Linked DNA regions of Zea mays: all the other regions are linked to region 3. A link is a contact called in public Hi-C data. All regions are on one chromosome and are shown on one strand. The core of a region is the stretch at or near the end of the contact, and the rest is flanking DNA. Distances in the headings are between cores, read along the strand shown.

What was found. A called contact is a pair of places that touch in the nucleus more often than the background predicts.
Region 1: a contact with region 3 is called in a Hi-C map of ear, with 3 times the contacts expected there. The contact joins the promoter of LOC100192938 here to the promoter of LOC100280674 in region 3. A contact is called at or near these places in 3 of 25 Hi-C or Micro-C datasets (ear, endosperm and tassel).
Region 2: a contact with region 3 is called in a Hi-C map of bundle sheath, with 3 times the contacts expected there. The contact joins the promoter of LOC103640486 here to the promoter of LOC100280674 in region 3. A contact is called at or near these places in 2 of 25 Hi-C or Micro-C datasets (bundle sheath and tassel).

What each region holds. Positions count from the first base shown.
Region 1 is chr1:165,031,110-165,034,127 of Zm-B73-REFERENCE-NAM-5.0, reverse strand. It overlaps LOC100192938 (putative RING zinc finger domain superfamily protein), which reads left to right and starts at 1,576. Exons shown (of 3, transcript NM_001138119.2): 1 at 1,576-1,793; 2 at 2,504-2,730; 3 at 2,841-3,018. The coding sequence starts at 1,650.
Region 2 is chr1:164,945,500-164,948,706 of Zm-B73-REFERENCE-NAM-5.0, reverse strand. LOC103640486 (vegetative cell wall protein gp1) reads right to left here and starts at 1,491. Exons shown (of 2, transcript XM_008663091.4): 1 at 515-1,491. The coding sequence starts at 1,138.
Region 3 is chr1:165,415,789-165,418,816 of Zm-B73-REFERENCE-NAM-5.0, reverse strand. LOC100280674 (cyclin-A2) reads right to left here and starts at 1,357. Exons shown (of 7, transcript NM_001408116.1): 1 at 441-1,357; 2 at 107-339; 3 at 1-15. The coding sequence starts at 935.

The sequences.
Region 1 (3,018 bases), core at 327-2,826, 380 kb after region 3:
CTCCATGGTGTCAACAGTGGGTCCGGCCCCCCACGGGAAAGTGTCGGACCCCTGGATACACAGCCCGAACCTCCGGGCAGGATCCAGGACCTCCGCGAGTATAAACTGGACCCCCGAGACGGGAACCGGACCTCCCTGTGTGGGGCCCAAGTCGCTCACAACAAGCTCCCGGGATTCTAGGAGGAGTACCCGGACCTTAATCAAGGCCAGGCGGGGGTCCGGAGCCGACACGTTTCCGAACCATATTGCGTACGTCTCTGCTCCCCGCTCAGGCGGAGACCCGATGCTGCCACGTGGCCAGCTGCCTGTGACGTAAGCCAACGGGCGGAGCCGGACGTAAGGCCTCTGGGCCGCGCGCATTTATTGCGGGTGAGGCGTGTCGCCTGTCAAACTGGCAGGTGATGTGCCGCCTCAACATTAAATGCACCCTGTCTACTCCACTGACAAGCGATGTGCCGCCTCAGCATTAAATGTGCCCTGTCCACTCTGCTGGCAGGCGACGACCAGACCGTCCCGCAGGCGGCGTGCCTGTCAATTTCGTTGGCAGGCAGTACGCCCGTATTGCGAGGTGCACTGTGCTCATCATCACTCGTACGTTGCTAGGGAAACTTCCGCTGCACGCCAATGCTACGTAGACCGCAGATATCAGGGCACAAGAAGATTGCACTGGCGACCAGCATTAGTTGCTTCAAGTGTTACATCTGTTATGTCCCTGGGCCCGCATGTCGGGGCTCAGCACCCTTGTACATGCCCCCCTTTAGCTATAAAAGGGGAGGCACGCAACGTTACAAGACTCAGACACACTTAGATCCATCTCAGGCTCACAAGTTCATACAAGCTCCCGAGCTCAATACATCACACAGTGGAGTAGGGTATTATGCTCCGGCGGCCCGAACCACTCTAAACTGTTGTGTGTTCTTATGATTCGTTCATCGCTTAGCAGACAAGCAAAACGCTTAGGTCCCTCCTCATCTTAGGATTTAGGGCGGGTGCATTCCGCCACCCGGCCGAAGATTTCCTCTTCGACATATACTATTGTACTCCCTCCGCTCTAAACTAGAAGTCGTTTTAGCTCTAAATTTTTATGTCTCCATTTGTATGGGTGATAAGGGATATAGACAAATATACTAAAACGGTAAAAAAGGATTTTAATTTTGGAGGGAGAGAGCGAGTACGATGCGGAGAGTGTGTGTTTTTCAAGCAAAAGCACCGATGGAGTAAAAGCGCAAAAAGAGGAGGGTAGCATTAACTCCTGAAGTAACCGTCAGCTTAATAAGCCTAACTGTAACTGATGACGTTGCTCTTGCCAGTTCCATTTGCATAATATGTGCTGGACGCCCTGGATTTGCCTTTCTCCCGTCCACCTCCACGCGTCTACAGTTCTCCCGTCTGACCTCGCACTTGCAGCGCACGGAAAGAAAACAGACACGAAATATCTGTCGCTTTCTACGAACAAGATTAGCGACAAGATTGACCCCCTGAATAACCCCCATCGCGAAGGAGTACACCAAGAAAGGCAATTCAGCACTGACCGACGACGCCACTATATGAGCTGAGAGCTGAGAGAAAGAAAGCAGCTGGGGTGGAGCTGTAACAGTTCGCCACGGCTAGGCTCCTCTCCCCTCTCAGCTCTCAGCTGCCCCTCCTGCATGCCGATCGCCTCCAAGCTCGTCTACTTCCAGCGCCGCCCCGCGCCGGCGCCGCCTGACGACCCGGGTCCCGAGCCTCCCGACCCCCGCCGCCCCCGCCGCCGCCGCCGCAGCGGCTCCCTCTCCTCCTCTCACCAGAAGCCGGTGAGTACTGACCGAGTACCCAACAACACGCTGCCGTTCCGTTCCCTCTCACCTCCTGCCGTTTTGTTTGCTTACATAAATAAATAAGTAAATTAAAGCCGCGGCCTTTTGCGTTTTCCCCGAGTGAAGAAACCGGAGGGTTTTCTTCTTGATTCCAAAACTCCGGTCTTCCAGCAGACTGCAGATCGTATCCGTAACGGAGAAAAAAGGTTGGTGTTTTCTTGGTGGAGCAGAGCTGCCGATGGATGCAGATGTCTAGTGTACTGTACTGTACACCCTTATGGTTGAGGAGTCCATCAGTAATTCGGTTTCGATGAAGGCCTAGGCCTAGCCTCCTCGTTCTTCAGGAGCATCGAGGAGTCCACCAGCGTCCTGGAATATTCGGCACCGCTTGAATGAGAAGTTAGCTCATAGTCCATCTCGAACTAGGCAGAGTATTATTGTAGCGAACCTAGCAGGCAAAAAAAAAAAACAGAGGATATCCTAAGTTAGAAAGCATGGATGAATCCCTGGCATGGATGATTGCAGCCTCTCAAAATATTAGTCAAAAGAAAAGAGAGTGTAAAAACGATGTGGGCTTGTACAATTGGTATAAACTTGAATGGGCAAATTTGTGTTATCATGTGTGTGTGTTGATGTGTTCCCTTCAATTCATCTACATTTGCGAACAAAGCTTGGCAGTAGTTTAGCTACTGAATCTAGCTGCACAGGAGCATGATGTTCCAGGGCACCAAAGGGATCACGCTGCTGCAGCCAAGCCTCCGGGGCCAGTCGGAAAGGCAGCAGGGCTTCTTCACACGGCCTCCAGCGCAGGGCTTCACCACCGCAGCACGTCGGGGTCGGACCACGGCCGGCTTCCCGACGCCGTGCAGCAGGCCAGGGAACGGCTCCTTCAGAGGCTCGGCAGCGTGGACCTGGTCCTGGCGGCGGGACGAAGGTCCTCGTGCGTTAACCAAACTCTTATTAGCTGCACGTAATTAAATCTGGCAACACGCTCATCAATCTACATCTACGCTTGCTGTGTGTGCTCTCGTCCGTTGCTTGCAGGCACAAGACATGGCCGCTGCAGACACTCTGGGCTGGAGCTGGAGGACTCGCTCGCCCCGTCGTTGACGCCTCTTCGGGCGGCGGTCAAACCAGCTGCTTCCAGTTCCAGTTCCAGCCCGGTGAACGTGAACCCATCCCTGTGTTCCCCAAACCGGCGGCCTCCGCGGTACAGGAAGCA
Region 2 (3,207 bases), core at 242-2,741, 470 kb after region 3:
ACACGGCGGAAATTATTGGTGCGCCTACGTACAGTAGGCGCGGCCGTACCCAGAATCCCAGACCCACGCCCCGCGAACGGCTACTTCTCCTCCACCAGGGCCCGGCCCACGAAGCATCGAGTAGGAGTGCTGTCCGCACGGGTACGCGTGCGCGGGGCCCGCAGCTCGACCGGGTTCGCCGGCCAGCCTCCCGTGCTTTGACCCGACACGCATGCCTGCCTCTCGCTGACGCGCGGGGTCCCGCGCGTCAGCAGCGCGAGTGCCTCGGTCTCCGCGCCCGCTGGCCGGTGCCTGACTCACTGACTGCCTGCATGCTTGCCTGTGCGACTGTGCCCGCCTGCCCGGTAGTGGTGGTGGGATCAAATGCGCCTGGGTTCGGAATACCCGACGGCTGCGGTCCCAACACGTGTGCAATGCAAGCGTAGTGCGGCTAGCCTGCCCCGGCTGCTCTGCTCTAGCTACTACAGTACGTGGTACGGAGAGAGGTGGAGCGCAGTGCCAGTGGGTCACGTACCATCATGTCGGCGGTGGAGGGGCCAGGGCCGGGGGCGAGGCCCACGCCGGTGCCGGTGCCGGTGGCCGGGGACGCGGCCGCGAGCGGTGCTGGCGCGTGCTTCTTCTTCGTCGGCGTCGGCTTCTTGCTGGGCGCGGGCGCGGGCGCCGCGAGGACGGGCGCCGGGGCCGGAGGGGACGACGACGGCGCGGGGGCGAGCGTCGGCGCTGGGACCGGCGGGGAGGACGCGGCGGGCGGAGGGGCGCTCGCGCCCACGGGCGCCGGCGCCGGCGCCGCGGCCGGGGGCGGCAATGCGGGCGGCGGCGAGGAGCTGGTGGGGGCTGGGGTGGGCGGAGACGGCGGTGGCGTCGGTGGGGTCGGGGAGTGGGTGGGCGCGGGGGAGGCGGCCGGGGAGGTGAGCTTGGCGCCGGCGTGGGACGAGGACGGGGACGCGGCGGGCGAGGTGGAGATGTGGGTGTCCTTGGAGGGCGGCGGGGAGGAGGAGGATGAGGGGCTTGGGGCGGCGGCGGCGGTAGAGGAGGGTGAGGTGGATGGCGCGGCGGCTGGTGACTGGGTCTGGGACCGGGCGGTGGTCATGGCGGCGGCGAGGAGCAGTAGAAGCTGGAGGAGGCGGTGAGGGGCCATGGGGAGGGGAGGGGAGGACACTAGGGCTCTGGGCTCTGTAGTGTGACTGTGTGACTATGAGTGATGAGCGAGGGAGAAGTGTGAGGGGGAAGAGCAGAGAGAGCAAGCTGGGCTGGTTTCTACTGGCCTTGGCTTTGAGGGGAGCAGAGCAGCGGTGGTAAAGGCTGTGCGTCGTGGGCATGTGAAAGGACCTGCCTCTGCGTCTGCGTGTGGTGCTGTCTCTCGTCTCGTGGTCATGACTGAACAAAGGCTGATGATGCACTGCAACACGACTGCATGAAGAGGGAGAGAGTGGGCTAGGGGTCTAGGAGAAGCTTTTTTGAAGAACTGACACGGCGTGGTGGTCGATGGCTGATGAGATAGTGAAATGCTCAAACTATGATGGTGATTAGTGCAAGATTAGCACAAAAGATGATCTTAGCTACCGAGTACCGACCACTCACAAAGCCACAAAAAAATGATTCGTGGTAATGACTAATGGGGCTCCTCTCTACTTTGACGGTGACGCTAGCTTTGTCTGTTCCTCCGTCTCTGTTTTGTCCTCTTCCAATTTCGGGCGGATCTCTCAGGTTTCCCTTTTAGCAAAACTAAAGGAGCTTTGTTCTTTTTTTTTACTTAAGTGGCAAGCAATGTCACGATGCTCTGCAGGTACAGTATCTACGCTCAATTTTGAAGACGGTGGATGTTTCAAACATCTCTCCGACAAGTAATTTATTATATGCATGGTGGACCTAGTGGATGGTCCATATAATGAACGGCACACCCTAAAATCATATAAGGGTAGTTAACATAGTGGTGTAAGTATTATTTTTTGATATTGTGAGTCAAGGTTCGAGTCTTATTGATAACTATTTTTTGTTTCTTTTTTTTTTTTGATATTTTTTCGGCACATCCTAAGCGTAGCAGCTGGGACCGCCACTGATTGTGTGTGTTCCGGTGTTCGGACGGTATACACGGTGGACGTAAGATTTATATTGGTTCGGACAGGATGTTTCTACTTCCAGTCATCGGCGGCTTGCGCTAACCGACACCATTGAAGATCAAAGCACGTAGTAGGAGTTACAAGCGGGCGAGAGAGGGAGGAGAGTTTCCCAAGTCTCTTATCATGGTAGAGGTGGAGCTAAGGGTGACAGAGTGGAGTCCTAGCTAAGTCTTGGCTTGATGGCGGGGCTCCGGTCTCTGGGTTATCGTCGGTGCGTACTCCTATTCGTCGGTCCTTCTGGGCGTCTTCTCGTCTAGGTCCGTCCTTGTGCGTGCATCTGTCTGCCCGAGATCCTTTGGTCCGGGGACTAACCTCTTCCTTTTATAGGTCGAGGAAGGGGTCGGGCACCAGTGGTAAACCAAACGTTCTACCATGGTGAAGCCACGCGTGCTCGTTGGTCTCGTGGTCGTCCGATTGTCATGTATTCTCTATGGCGGGTGGCGCGGGCATCATAGCGCCCTGCCAGCGTTCTGCACACTCAAGCCTAGTCCCGATAGACCATGAGTGCGTCGTAGGCCTAGAGTGCATGGGCAATAAATGTGTCGCAGTCTGAGGGGTTCGTCAGTCATGAGTGGGAAGTGGGCCGGTGCCTCTGCCACGACTCATCGCCAGGCGTAGTTAATGTAGTCGGTCACTTATGACGAGTCGGTCTCGGGCCAGGCACAACATCCACTCGAGTAGTTTCGCTTCGACGCGCCCAGCCCCCTGTCAGGTTCCACCACACCCGACCTTGGGCTCAGTGCCGCGAGGTTCGTCCGGGGGTGGGTGTCTCAGGGTAGTCGTTCCTATCTCCTCCGGCTAACCAGCAGGGCCCAGTTGCTAGAGGCCTTTCCCTAGTGCGCTCTTTGACCGATGGGCCATAGGGACCGAGGATCTCATCCCCGACAAAGAGGTAAAAGTTTCTGTCTAATTTTTTTGTTTGGTCTTCATATTATCTATAGGGCTATCTCCCACAACTTATTTATCCTCGTCTATTATTTCAAACTCCACTCTGTAAATAGTATAATCTATAGTATAAATTAGTGTTTTGCACGGTCATATACACAATCTACTATACACGATCCTAGTTATAGCTTAAGCTTGTGGG
Region 3 (3,028 bases), core at 108-2,607:
ATCTCCTCATACTTCCTGTGAGCGCCGGACCCAAATCAATCCCCAATTGTGCAATGCCCTAGAATTAGAAGCAAATGACACAATGCGGATGGCAAGTGGCACTTACGCAGCAATGAGCATGGAGGCGACGCCAAGGAGCTGCAGCTTGTCGCGGCCGAGCGCATTGACGGAGAGGAAGCGATCCACATAGGAGATGGCGAGGTACAGGGTGTCGGCGACGAGCTTATACTCCTCGGCGACCTCGACCAGCCAGTCGACGAGGATGCCGCGCATGTGCGCCGTAACGTCCGCCTGCACCGCCTCGATGTAATCGGGTCTGGACCGCCGCTGCGGCTCCACCTGCACCCGCAGCCCCAAATCCGTAGCAAGCCAGCGTCAGATCGGCGCAGATGTCGAATCCGCGGAGATGCCAGGGGTTGGAGAAGAACGGAGCTGAGTACCTCCAGGGAGCGGAGGTAGGTGTAGATGTCGGAGGCGTAGGACCCGCAGAGCTGGGGGTCGGCGGGCGCCCCGGCGGCGGCGGCGCGCGGCGGCGAGGAGGAAGCGCAGGAGTCGGCGTAGGCGGTGGCGCGCGGCGCGGGGTTGGAGACGGAGTTAGACTCGGCGTCGGCGTCGGCGGTGCGCGGCGGGGAGGACGCGCAGCGCTCGGCCTCGTGGGCGGAGGAGGGCCCGCGGGCCTCCGGCGCAACATTCCTCGCGTGCCTCCCGGGCCTGGACGCAGGCTTCGAGGGCTTGACGGGGCAGGACGGCGCGCGGAGGCCGGCGTTGTTGGCGAGCGCCGGGAGCTCCCCGAGCGCCACCCGCCGCCGCTTGGCGTCGCCCGGACCCTCCGCCGCCGCCGCCGCCGCCGCAGCTCGCTTGGCCGCGGCCCGCGTGAGCCGGGGCGCCGCCGCGCCCCGGGCCCCCAAGGGAGGTGCGTTCTCCTTGTCCCCCATCGTCGGCCTCGTCAGCTGCGGGAGAGGGGGAAGCGGAAGCGGAGGCGCGGGGTCCTAGGGTTTCGGCTCAGGTCTATCTAGGCTGGACGGGGAAATGGGGAGCAAATCGAGGCGGTTAAGTAGCGTTGCAGCGGAGGAGAGATGGTGCGCGGTGCGGAGGAGATAGGCCGCCAAAACGCGATTTCAAAATGAGGAGAAGGAGGGGGAAGCGGCGGTTCTCGCTCGGGTCTCCGGCGGGAGAGGCGCCTCTGCCCCCGCTCTGGCTTGATGCGAAATGCGGAGGCGCGGTGGTACGGCGGAGGGCGGAGGGGACCAGTTTTTTTTTCTTTTCCTTCGCGGCCCCTGGGATTAAAATTTTGTGTGTGGTGGGGGGGGGGGGGGGGGGGGGGGGAGGGGACCGAGAGCATCTGACAGCCCTGACGGTGGTCTGTCAATGTGTGCCAGTGTGTGATTAGGCGGGACGGCTAGCGAAAAAATATTTCCGAAAATCCGAGGCGCGGGCCACCACAATGTCCTGCCACTTTGGCCTTTTGGGAGCCCACGTGGCCCAGCGGGCGGTAGGAGCCCGTACGCCTCGCCCGGTCGCCGGCGCACGAGCAGTCCGGCCGAGCACGAACAGGAGCAGAGCAGCTGGCGGAAAAAAATTTGGTGCAGCACTGCTGCAAATCAGAGTGTTTGCAGCTTCTCACAAAAAAGAGGATAGACCCCACCCGCAGCAACAAAAATGTTATCTGGTGGATCTGCAGGTGGGGTCCATCCACCTTTTTGTGAGAGGCTGCAAACCACTCTGGTTTGCAGCAGTGCTGCACCAAATTTTTTTCCCAGCTGGCAACGTTCCCCGTGGGCTCGAGGCTACCTGGCCACCAGCCTGGGCCCTAGCGCCTCCCTGACGAGAGGACCAGTGCTTCGGCCTCGTAATTCTTCATCTATCTAAGATACTTTAGTTGTCTGATCAAGATAGATGTAACAGCAACAATCCAATTAACCTTTAACCCATATTTCTTTTTTCATATTTATTTTTTCCCCAAACACAATAGTAAACTTGTGTAGACACAATTCTCGCTCTCATAAACAGCGTTACACACTCTCGCTGTGCCTCCACAGCACATACTCAATTATTACGTCATAACTCAAACAAATCTCCTTCTTGCATAGCAATTTTCCTACATTTTTTTCATGCCATAAAAATATCCTTAACTACATGCAGGTCATAAGTAAGTCATAAAAGGATCTTCAAAGTTCAATGCTCAAAGTTACATGATCAAACATCAAGCTCGCCGACCACTCCGATGGCTCGGGGCTAGACCACTACCTGCCCCATCGAGTCACTACTTTGACAGCTCGGGGGCTGGGCTGCTGCCCGCCTCACCGGCCTTGCCGAGTCACTACTTTGACAGCTTGGGGCCTAGGCTGTTGCCCGCCTCATCGAGTCACTACTTCGATAGCTCGGGGGCTAGGTTGCTGCCCACCTCGTCGAGTCACTATTTCGATAATTCGGGAGCTAGGTCTTCACCCGCCTCGCCAAGTGATGCGAAGACATCGTTGCTCGGTGGGGATCTCCATCGTGCCCTCATACCCTCACGCCGATAGCTCTACCTATCCTCTTTCTCGCTTGTGCCCTTGCGCTAGACCAACCCCCACATCCCTAGTGAGATAAGGGGATGAGGATAGTGGAGAGGCTTGTAGATTGGAAGCTTGACTGCAGAATCTAGAGAGAGGAGACTAGCTGGTCGAGAGCAGGATAGAGAGGACATATATAAAATATGGAGAGAGAAGAACAAGTGAGAGAGATATGAGCATGTGTTCAAAATAAACTTCGGATCCGGTAATGAGGGAATCATAACGGGTTGGCAATAGAACCCAATGGTGATACATAGTATAGTGGTAGGTTGTATTCTAGCTAGTAGGGATAAATAGTTCTAAAATCTGACAACGATGTCCTTTTTATTTATAAAGCGACGGTGATATATCTTTCACTATTTAGTCTTAAACTATCTATGAGTGCTGAGCCGATTAGGACAATAGTTTCCCAATAGTACGTGCATAAACTCTATTCATAAGCGAGGACAACATGTTCTTACTCCTTTTGTCAC